Linked DNA regions of Ovis aries: region 2 is linked to region 1. The links are chromatin contacts, called in public Hi-C maps. All regions are on one chromosome and are shown on one strand. Each heading gives the region's core, a stretch centred on a gene start, on an enhancer-like site or on the middle of the called end of the contact. The rest is flanking DNA. Distances are from core to core; before and after follow the strand shown.

Region 1 (5,805 bases), core at 1,166-3,665:
ATCCCAGATTTAATGGCTCAGTGCCAAATACTGCCCCCACTGCAGACACCAGTCACAAGCACCGGGTCTCCAGGCCCTCCATACTTCTCTCTGACTGGCTGTAAATAGGGGGTTCCCACCACCCCCTTCCTCAGGTTTTATAGTGTGCTAGAACAGTTCACAGAATAACATTTACTGGTTTATCATAAAGCACACTAAGCTTCCCAGGTGGTTCCGTGGTAAGGAATCTGCCTGCCAACACAGGAGAGGCAGATTCCATCCCTGGGTCGGGAAGATTACCTGGAGGAGGAAATGGCAACCTGCTCCAGGATTCTTGCCTGGGAAATCCCATGGACAGAGGAGCCTGGTGGGCTACAGTCCACGGGGTTGCAAAGAGCTTGACCAAGTGACTGACTGCACCCCCACGCATAAAGAATATTAAAGGGTCCAGATGAACAGTTGGGTGGACAGGAGCATGGAGCAAGGCCTAGAAGAGTCCAAGAGAGGCTCTCTGTCTCTGTGGAGCTTGGGGAGCACCTCTCCTGGAATATGGACATGTTTATCACCCAGGAAGTTTTCCCACCCCCACAGTTTGGGGGTGTTTACAGAGGCTTCACTGAGTAGGCAGGATTGATGATGAACTCAACATCCTCACCCTAGAGGATGGGGGTGGGTCTGAAAGCTCCAAGCTTCTGATTATGGCTTGGCTTTTCTGGTGATCAGCCCCCATCCAGGAGCCCACCTAAAAACACCCCATTAGAACAAAGGATGTTTCCATCGCCCAGGAAGTCCCCAGGGATGTAGGATCTCTGGGTGAGTTGCTCTTATCACTCAGGACGTGACAAGGGTCTTAGGAGTCCTGTCAGAGACCAGGAGCAGAGACCAAGTATATATTTTCTTTTATTAAAAAAATATCGGGTTGGCCAAAATGTTCATTCAGGTTTTTCATATGCTATTCTGGATAAATACACACCCATGAAACCATCACCGCCATCGAGGCCAGAGATAAATCCGCACCTCCCAATGTTTCCTTCATCCCTTTATTATTATTGTTGTTGTTCTTAGTGTTGGAACACTTAACATAAGATATACCCTCTTGGCAAATTTTAAGTATACGATGCTGTGTTGTTACCGAAAGGGTGTTCTGTGGTTTGGCTGCAAGAGCTCAAAAGCCATACAGGCCAGGCTGGTGGAAAGGAAAGCTTGGTTTTTTGCTTTATTTCAGATGCCAGCAACTGGTTGAAGGAGGTTGTCAGACATCTGTCCAGAGGCCGATTCCCCCCCCACCCCTGGCTGACAGGCTGGGGTGAGAGCTTTTACAGAAAGACTGGGAAGCAGCACAATCAACCCTGACAGGTGGTCAGACACTGCTGGTCTGACCAGCATCGTCTTGGTCATTTTAAGTCGTTTTAAGTCCGGTTCATCTTCAGTTCCAGGGTTTGTTTGTTCCCATTTCTTTGAGGGCTGTTCTCGGAACTGTGGCAGCTCATGTCGTGGGTACAGTCTGGTCATCACGCAGTTAACTTCTCCAGAATATTGATGTTCTAGCATCTATAAGACAGCTCACAGGATACGGCTCAGAATATTATCTCCAGCCCTTGAGAAAGAACTAAAGATCCTTGACTGAGCCTATGACGGTTTTCCTTTGTTTTCGTATTTCTCACTTCTGTGATTAAGCTTATTCTTTGACTAAAGTTTTCCAAGGACCAAAGGCAGGCCAAGGACATGGTGAGGGGCAGGGACCACTGCTCCGCTTCAGTATTGTTAGCTATAGACACAGATATATTTCTTATGATGTCACAGATCCATTATTTAGCTATTTCCTTATTTGTTTCTTATCTCCCATCCCCATGAGAAGGTGCTTAGAGACCTTGGTTTGGTCACTTCTGCACCCTGTCTGTCTAGAATAGAGTCTGGCCCACAGTAGGTGCTGGAGAAGGAAATGGCAACCCGCTCTAGGATTCTTGCCTGGAGAATCCCATGGACTGAGGAGCCTACGGTCCATGGGATCATAAAGAGTCAGACATGATCGAGTGACTCGGCAACATAGTAGGTGCTCAGTCATTAACGATCGGATGAACAAGCACTTGAACTTCAGCTTTCTCTTCTAAAAACTGGATCTCGGCCTCCCGTCTGGGCTGCCAGCCTGGTAAGGAGACCCTCCTCTGGCCGTCCCTACCCCGCAGGCTTCCCACAGTCCACATTTCACATTTTGTCCTCAGCTGATCCTTTGTACCCTCCCATCCCCCCAAGACAGAGTAGGGACCCGGCCTCATTCCAGCCCAGACAGGAGCCAGGTAGGCGTTGGTTGGGAAAGGCCCATCCAGAATCGAGGCTGGACTGGAAAGTGCTTTGTCAACCTCGAGGGCAGCAACTGTGGAGTGCTGGTTGCCATGGTAGTTAATGTTATTTGTTCAGTTTGCAGAAAAGGCCCCAGCAGCCTGGCTTGTATAAATATTAATCATGGGGATATTTCTGCTGCCCGGGTCAGGCCAGCACCCAGCTGGAGCCTGGGCCAACAGGGGCCTGGCCGGGCCAAGGGAAAGATGCCCGCAGAGGGTGGGCTCCCGAGCTCTGTAAACAGGCCGCACTCCCGGAATCACTAGAGGCCCCTTCTGCTTTCCTCCCCTTCCTCCACCCTCAAGGCTCTGACAGCTCCACAGGTGATGCGGGATTTGGCCCTCCTGCCAGGCACCCAGGTGCCACAGTGCCTTTCATCCCAGCTCTTCTGTTCATGCATTCGCCCACGTACGTGGAAGCACGGCACTGTCCCCACTGGGCCCTGTGGGAGACACAGGGGGAGCCCACAGGAGCCTTTGTCTTCCACGGAGACGGGAGCACGACAGCCCCCCTCCAAAGCACGCGGCTCCTAGAGGAAAGGGAAGAGCTGTGGTTGGTCAAAAGGTATTTCTTTACAGGCTCAGTGTTGCCTCTGGACATTCTGCCCCAGGAAACGCATTATCAGACCATTAAGCTATCAAGGCTGATTGGTAGCAGGCAAACAGAATGTGAATGGATGTATTTATCAACCAAATTTGTAAAACCAAAAGTTTACGATACATGCTGGTAGGGGTGGGTAGGCAGTGGGCAGTGGGGGCATTTTTTGGTAAAGGCTGGGCTGGATGCAGGTTTCCCAGGTGGCTCAGTGGTAAAGAATCTGCCGGCCAGCAGAGGAGATGCAGGAGATGTGAGTTCAATCCCCAGGATGGGAAGATCCCTTGGAGAAGGGAATGGCTACCCACTCCAATACTCTTGCCTGGAGAATCCCATGGACAGAGGAGCCTGGCAGGCTACAGTCCATGGGGTTGCAAAGAGTCGGACACGACTAAGTGATTACACTTTCTTTCCCAGCATCCTTGCTCCCTCCTTGTTCCAGAGGCTGTGCTCTTCTCTCTGAGGACCAGACCTGCTTGGGTACAGCCGATGGCAGCTCACAGCCTACCATGACCCTCACCCTGACATTCCGGGTCCTTCAAGCTGGCTTGATGCCCATCACAGCCTTGACCTCCAGGCTCCAGCCTGAACTCTCACCTCCGCCCCAGGATCCATGGACCCCTCTGCTATGGACCTTCTGCTCCAGATTTTATGCAAGGTTGAATTTTGCCTCCTCCAGGCAGCTTTCTGTGATTTATTTGGCTTTGTTTGCCCCCTTAGGAGCCCATGCAGACTTACATTTGGAACCCCTTCTTTCGCTTGGCTCACTCACCTGTGGGGCAGTTGACAGGCTGTCAGCTGGGACAGAGGGGTGCCTGAGCTCTGGGTTCCCCTCCTCAGGCAGGCTAATCTCACCTCTGCAGGGTTCCCAGGTCATCAGGAGAGAAAGCTGTAAACCTTCCCGTGGCCCATGCCCAGGACTGGCCCAGTGTCCATCCTATCAAACCCTCTTGGTGGACACAGGTTGCAAGGCCAGTCCATAGAGTCAGATGTTGGGGAGATAGGGCCACCCCGCACCCCACCCCGAAGAGGGCAGCTGTGAAGTCACACTGGGAAAGGAGCTTGCAAGCAGGCATGGGAATATTTCCTGGCCCTTTCTGCATCTCCCACAAGCAGTCAACATCGGTTTCCCTGAATAGCAGCCTTGGGGAGAGGATCGCAGTGTGGTGTGAAGTGAGTTAGTCTGCCCCTTGCTCCCCTGCCTGCGGGGTTCAGAGCAGCAGCAGCAGCCAGGCCCGGCCTGGTGGGAAGGTAACCCGTGTTGTCAAGCTCAGAAGGGCCCCACACTCGGTTTTATGCCCCGCAGTTGCCATCTTGAAATTCTTCATAACTCTGCACAAGAGCTCTGCATTTTCACTCTACAACGGGCTCTTCAAATGAGGTAACTGGACCTGAGAATGGCAGGTGCTGGTTATCTGCTCAGCACTGAATGACCCTGCTCTGGGCGGGCTCTTCCTGCTAGACAGAGACTAGAAGAGCTGGAACCAGTCCAAGGTGATGGTTGAGGGAGGGGGATACTCTGCAGCCCAAGGCTTCCCAATCATAAGAGCCTGAAACTCGACCCAGGAATCTTTTGACTGGTCTGCCCCTCCTGTTTTGGCCCCATGGGTAGGCCCTCCTAATTTTAGGACGTCTGGATGACCTCGATGCATGCGCAGCCACTCATGTCTGACTCTTGGCGACCCCATGGACTGTAGCCCATGGACTGGGGCTACGGTCTGTCCATGGAATTTTCCTGGCAAGAACACTGGAGTGGATTGCCATTTCCTACTCCAGGAGATCTTCCTGACCCAGGCATTGAACCCTCGGCTCTTGCATCTCCTACACTGGCAGGCAGATTCTTTACCACTAGCACCACCTGGGAAACCAAGAAGCCACTGGATCTGTTCCCAACTGTGCACCCCAGGAGACTCGGGATGGATAAAAACAGAATACGGACCCTAGATAGCTGAAGTTCAATCAAATGAATGACTCAATGCACCGAGACTCTTGCATCTTCCAGTCCATAGAAAAGCGCTGAATTTATTAACTTGAAATGTCTGGTTTTCTTTAATTAGTAGTAATCTTTTGATGTTCGACTACCTGGTTTTCACAGCAAAAATTCCTGTATATCCTGGCTCCCCCCTCACCTCTTCAGAGCAGTCCCTCGGGGTATCTTAGAGGCTTTCTTCCAGGCTTGAGTCCTTACTTTTGTCTGCTAAATAACACATACTTCTCAACTTTTAGGTTGTACATTTTTTCCAATTGACAAGGTAACAACAGTTACCTACTTTATACAACTGCTGTGGAGATCAAATCAGCTGATATACACGGAAAGACCTCAGAACTGCACAGAACACCTAGTCAGTGCCACTTGTTTGCTGTTACCAGTGAGTGAATGAATAAAGCTGTTACATAACTGCACACTCACTGTGCCAGGTAGCGCTGAAATTTACTGGGCTCGCCCTTCAGATACCATGCATTTATTACCTACATGTCTGTTTCTTGTTTGCCATGAGCCTGGCACTGTGCTAGGTGTGGGGGATAAAAAATTGAGAAAGATAAATTTTGCTCACAGATGACTCAGAGTGGGGAAACTGATGGGTCAGTGAATGTAGCTTCTGATTTGCTGCAGGTCATGTGATGAGGGGGAGGTGTGGGACAGGGGAGGAGGGACTCTGTTCTGCCTGGAAGTGGCGGGAGGCAGAAATGCTTCTGGGATGGGGGGCTCCGAGTAGCTCCAGTCCTTTATGTCTCATCACAGAACGAATTCAGCGAGAGGCAAAATGATACATAAGAAGTGATTCAGTAGAAAAGGATGCTTGTGCTTTCCAGGTGGCGCAGTGGTTAAAGAATCTGCCTGCCGATGCAGGAGATGCGAGAGACATGGATTTGATGCCTGGGGTCAGGAAG
Region 2 (5,805 bases), core at 1,376-3,875, 340 kb before region 1:
CAAATTTGAGAACCATTTTTTCAGCATTTATGTGGTCCAGAAAATTAGGATGTTGCTTTCTTCTTCGATAATCCTCTTCAGTAAATGGGACCTCAGAGTCATCCTACGGGAAAAAAAAGCGCAGAGTCCATGCGTTAGCACAATGGAAACTTCCAAGCCCCAAGGTGCTAGGGAAATCTGTACCATGGATTTCAGTTTATCCCTTTGATTCTCCAGGAAGAAATGCTGAACTGTCCCTCTGAGGGACTGTATAGGAGCGCGAGTTGTGGAGAGAGCAAGTGATGAACAGCTCAGTGGACAGTCTGGAAGCATTTTTCATTCCTGATTCTTAGGACAAAAACTTGTGCAGAGTATGTTATTAACTTGAAGGAAAGAGGCAGTATGGAAAAGAAGGAAAAAAACATTTCCTTTAAGCTCAAAGTGTTCTAAAAACTACTGCTTATTTCTACAGTGACTTAACTTTCTTGAAAATGTTTCAGCTAGTCAAATTCTATCTTTTTTTTTTTTTTTTTGACCACACCTCAAAGCTTGAGAGATTTCAGTTCCCCGACCAGGGCTCAAACCCTGGTCCCTGGAGGTGAGAGTGCTGGGTCCAACCACTGAACCACCAGGGACTTCCCCAAATTCTATCATTTATACTTCATCTAAACAAAATTTTAAAATTTAAACGTCTTCTTTTATTCTGTAGAGAGGTGATTCTATAACGACATTAAAAATAAACTCATTTCTTAATAGTTCTTGATGTGTGTGTAGTCTCATTTATTCTTTTAATTTTATTTTTGGCTGGGCTGGGTCTTCGTTGCTTCGTGGACTTTTCTCCGGTTGCGGCGAGTGGGGGCTGTTCTCTGGCTTCAGTACGCGGGCTTCTCATCGCCGCAGCTTCTCTTTTTGAGGAACACAGGCTCTAGGGCACATCGGCTCAGCAGTTGCGCTGCATAAGCTTGCTCCTCATCACGGAGAATCTTCCTGAACCAGGGACTGAACCCGTGTCTCCCGCACTGGCAGCCAGATTCTGACCCACTGAACCACCAGGGAAGTCCCCTGCCATTTCATTTTTTAAATCTAAATTGGGAGGCTTTTTTCTTCTTCTTCTTTTCCCCACTGCGTCTTTCCCTCAAGTCAACCCCGTGTTAATTAGAACATACTCTGCTCAAGTTTCTGTCTTAGGCTTTAAAAACTGGCTTCATTAGATAGGACATCAGTTTGCCCTAAGAATCAGGAATGGAGAATATTTCCCAACAGTCCACTGAGCTGTTCATCTCTTGGTCCCTCCACAACTCACGCTCCTAGAGTCCCTCGGAGGGACAGTTCAACAGAAACTTCCTGTAGAACAAAATGGAGAAACTGAAATCCATGGTACAGATTTCTCCCCAGTCCATACAGATTTAGAGGTCCTACTTGGAGTAGGATTTCTGATTTTTTTTTTTTTTTACCAAGCTGCATAGCATATGGGATCTTAGTTCCCTGATCAGGGACTGAACCAGTGCCCCGTGTCATGGAAGCACAGAGTCTTAACCACTGGACCTCCAGGAAAGTCCCAGGATTTCAAAAAATACAGTCTAATCAGAAGCCTTCCAATCACGTCACAGTGCTCTAAGATAAATAACCGGACAAAAGCATCTGAGTCCAGGGCTTATCCAAACTTAATCAGAGAGGCAGAATGAACACAAGGATGAGAACCCGGAGGCAGAACAATTGTTGGCAGGTTTGAGAAATGGGAAGAAGGGCTGAGATGACTAGAGCCAAGCTGGGGATTGGTAGAGGAGGAGGTAGGCAGTGCCAGGCTGCCAGGGTTTGTGGACCAGGTGAAGGAGTTTAGAGTCATCCTAAAGACATGAGAAGGCATGGGAGGATTTTCAGCATTTTAAGCAGGACTATAATGTTACCGACTTAATGGATATGAACTTGAGCAAACTCCAGGAGATAGTGGAGGACAGGGAAGCCTGGTATGCTGCCGTCCATGGGGTCGCAAAGACATGACTTAGCGACTGAACAACAACAGTGGCATGATCTGAATTATATTTGAACAAGGTCACAAGCTATTTGTTGGAGACTGCCTTGGAAGGATGTGATGGCAGCTGCCAGTTCCGAGGCCATCCTCGTCGCCCACAGATACAATGAGAACAGGATGCATTTAGGAGACATTTTGGATGAGGAATTAACAGAATTGAGTGATGAACTGACTGATGGATGAAAAGGAGAGAAGGTGAGCAGTGGACAAGGTGGACACTACTGGGAGAAAGACGGAGAAAGAGTTTTTTGGGGAAGATCCAGTAAGTCCACCCCAATTCTGTGTCCATAGTAGATACTTAATGAATACATGTCATCTAATTAGCTGACCTCTTAAATATACCCAGTGGCTCATATGTAGGATTGCCAGGACACCCAGCTAAATTTGAATGTCAGATAAACAAATATTTTTTCAAGTATGAGGATGTCTTAGGGCATGAAATACACTTACATGACACATTATTTGCAGTTTATCTGAAATTTAAATTTACCTGGGTGTCCTGTATTTTTATTAGCTACATCTGGCAGTCCTACTCACAGCGGATCTATAATCAGCTTTGCCTTCAGGATGGACTGAGTCCTGGCATCTCCCTGGTCCCAGTGACTGTGGCACGGTGGCCAGCCTGCCTAACTGACCTTCCTGCTCCCTGTGGCTGGCTGCCCAGTGCCCTCTCCTGGGCCTTGTACCACCCTCAGTCCTTATGGCAGTGACAGAAACAGTTACATTTCAGGTGACCTGGTTCCCTGGTCACAGGTCTGGACAGCCAGTCAGTGTCTCCCCTGCATTCTGAGACTAAGACTGGGCCACCCTCTCTGGCCAGCTGCACTGGGCCCGTAAGGTCTAGCCAATCCTGGGCTGCAGGCTTCGAGCCGTCATCTCCAATTCCTGGTTGGGACTGAGATCTGGTTTGTACATTTTGAAACTTCCCTACCGATTGTGGGGCTATGTTCCCTCTAGTCCTTAAATTTTACGTGTTACAAACAAATGACAAATAAAATGTCTTTTAAACTTGCATCTTTCATACAGGTTCTAGTCTCTTGCAAACATTTGTATCAGTCGCTTTTCCAGTAAGTGAAGAGTCGCCATACTGTCGGCATAAAACCAGGACTCTTCTATTGTTGTATACTGATGTGTTGCCATTTCTAGAAACCACCTGCCTTATTAACACCTCATTACAATCAACAGGCTCACTGATAGGCCTCATCTTCTTAGGAACCGGAGAACTGACTATGTAGAGCCATCTCCCTTTTCTTCGAGGACACTGGGTGAACCTGCTGTCTGGTAAGACTCTGGGGGACCCTCTTTTTAATTGGTCATTGTGTTTGACTCCCCGTGCGGATCACTTGCTGGACTCTTTTCCCCCTGGTCATTATTCTCTTTCTCCCACCTGGTCGGTATGTGTGATGACAGATCCCATCTGCTCTTCTGGGCTATCCGGTTAAGCCAATGTCATCTCTGGTCCCCCCTCTTCACTCAGTATAAAAAAACAAATACATAGCTATACTTTTATTACTATTTTTAAATTTTTGGTGGTACCCCATGGCACGTGGGACCTTAGTTCTGCAACCAGGGATCAAACCTGTGCCCTCTGCATTGGAAGATGGAGTCTTAACTGCTGAACCACTGAGGAACTCCCTATACTTCTAAAACAGATACTATGGAAAAAACCTGGGTATATTAAGATTCTCCAACTTATTAAAATTGTTTAATATTTACAAATGAAAACATTCTACTTATCCTTTTGTATTTAAAAAATCTTAAATGCAGTTTTGTATTTGTTTAGATGTTTTTGGCTACAAATAACAAAACTGGAAATCAAAATGGCCTCAAAAGTGCGAGGATGCATTATTTCTCGTAAGTAACAGCCCCAAATCGAGCGCCTTCTGGTGTCGTGTGATGGGCGTCTTCTCCGCCCTGTGGATGCCTTTTTAAGTCTGCCTCCCTCGGGGTGTGGTCTTCCTCGTCAGGCTCACAGAAGACTGTCAGCAGCAGCTTCAGGTGTCACATCCAGGCACGACAACATCCCCAGGGGGACAAAGGCTGCCTCTTGTTTAAGCTCTCTTCATTAGGGATGAGCCCTTCCCTGAGGAGCCTGGACTCAGCTGACTTCCTGGGCACAGAGCTAGATGGCATCTCTCAGGCTTCCTTGCAGTTGGGTGTGGCCACATGATTGGACAGAACTGAAGCTGGAACAACAGACTGGATCAAAATGAGAAAGGAGTATGTCTTATAGGAGTATAAGGAGTATGTCAATATATACAGAAAGGCTGTATATATTGTCACCCTGCTTATTTACCTTATATGCAGAGTATATCATGAGAAATGCCGGGCTGGGTGAAGCTCAAGCTGCAATCAAGACTGCCGGGAGAAGTATCAACAACCTCAGATATGCAGATAATACCACTCAAATGGCAGAAAGCAAAGAAGAACTAAAGACCCTCTTGCTGAAGGTGAAAGAGGAGAGTGATACAGCTGGCTTAAAATTCAACATTCAAAAAAACTAAGATCATGGCTTCTGGCCCCATCACTTCATGGCCAACAGATGGAGAAAACGAGAAAACAGCAGCAGATTTTATTTTCTTGGGCTCGAAAAACACTGTGGATTGTGACTGCAGACACGAAATTAAAAGATGCTTACTCGGGAGAAAATCTATGACAAACCTAGACAGCGTGTTGAAAAGCAGAGACAGCACTTAGCTGACAAGGGTCCACATAGTCAAAGACATGGTTTTTCCAGTAGTCATGTATGGATGTGAGAGTTGGAGCATAAAGAAGACTGAGAATTGAATAATTTATGCTTTCAGGTTGTGGTGCTGGAGAAGACTCTTGAGAGTCCCTTGGACAGCAAGAAGATCAAACCAGTCAATCCTAAAGGCAATCAATTCTGAGTATAACCATTGGAAGGACTGACGCTGAAGCTGAAGCTCCAATACTTTGACCACCTGATGCAAAGAGCCAACTCATTGAGAAAGACCCTGATGCTGTGGAAGACTGAGGGCAAGAGGAGAAGGGGGCAACAGAGGATGAGATGGCTGGATGGCATCATCGACTCAGAGGACATGAGTTTGAGCAAGTTCTGGGAGATGGTGAAGGACAGGGAGGCTGCACTCGATGGGGTTGCAAAGAGTCAGACATGACTGAGCGACTGAACAACAACAAAAACCCGTTTAAAACAAACAAACAAACCACGGTGAGAGGATGGGAACATGCCAAAGGGACACAGAAGCTAACACTGGAGCCATTTCCCCATATTTTCTTTGGAGGAACCATCTCTTCCCCACTCTCGGCCTTTTTAGTTAAGGAGGCTGATCATTCCTGCCTGTAGAAGTGGGTACATGATCCCAGGTGTGGTCAATCAGAGTTCGGCATTCCCCCGGTCACAGTGACTGGTTCACGGTTAAGCCTGTGATGTAAGACCTGTAAGAATGGCATATTCCAGAGCTGGGGAGGGACATGGCCTAAAGGGAGAAGAGATGTCAAGCTCTAGAGATAAAAGCCTGGGAGCTCCTGGGGGCCAGAAGGAGTGGAGAACTTACCCGAGAATAAGCCTAGAGAAAAGAAGCAGTTGAAGGGAGAGAAAGAGTAGGTTCGTTCTGAGCACTGTTTAAGCCGCTAGATACAGCTGTACCTGAAGCCCATTGTCTGACTACCCAGTTATGAGTCAATAAATCCCCATTTTGCTTAAGTCTGTATGAGTTTGTTAATAACTGAAGGAGTGAGGACAATCAATCAGGCCAGTGAAATGACCAGCCAGTCAAGTGACCAACGACTGTTTTGTAACAGACACTTTACTA

The links. A called contact is a pair of places that touch in the nucleus more often than the background predicts.
Region 2: a contact with region 1 is called in a Hi-C map of liver, with 4 times the contacts expected there. The contact joins two enhancer-like sites. A contact is called at or near these places in 5 of 16 Hi-C or Micro-C datasets (hypothalamus, liver, omental adipose tissue and 1 more).

Annotation. Positions count from the first base shown.
Region 1 is chr18:58,665,236-58,671,040 of ARS-UI_Ramb_v3.0, reverse strand. No RefSeq gene overlaps it. Among named protein-coding and RNA genes, the nearest start is that of C18H14orf132, 60 kb to the right of the region's middle. Within about 2 kb of position 2,415, at least 7 of the 54 cell types and tissues checked have an H3K27ac peak or open chromatin away from gene starts, as enhancers often do. A contact at or near this core is called in liver, where this site is marked.
Region 2 is chr18:59,006,876-59,012,680 of ARS-UI_Ramb_v3.0, reverse strand. It overlaps AK7 (adenylate kinase 7), which reads right to left. Exons shown (of 17, transcript XM_060401466.1): 5 at 1-103. LOC132658096 (a long non-coding RNA gene) reads left to right here. Exons shown (of 3, transcript XR_009597131.1): 3 at 3,197-5,805. Among named protein-coding and RNA genes, the nearest start is that of AK7, 27 kb to the right of the region's middle. Within about 2 kb of position 2,625, at least 1 of the 54 cell types and tissues checked has an H3K27ac peak or open chromatin away from gene starts, as enhancers often do. A contact at or near this core is called in liver, where this site is marked.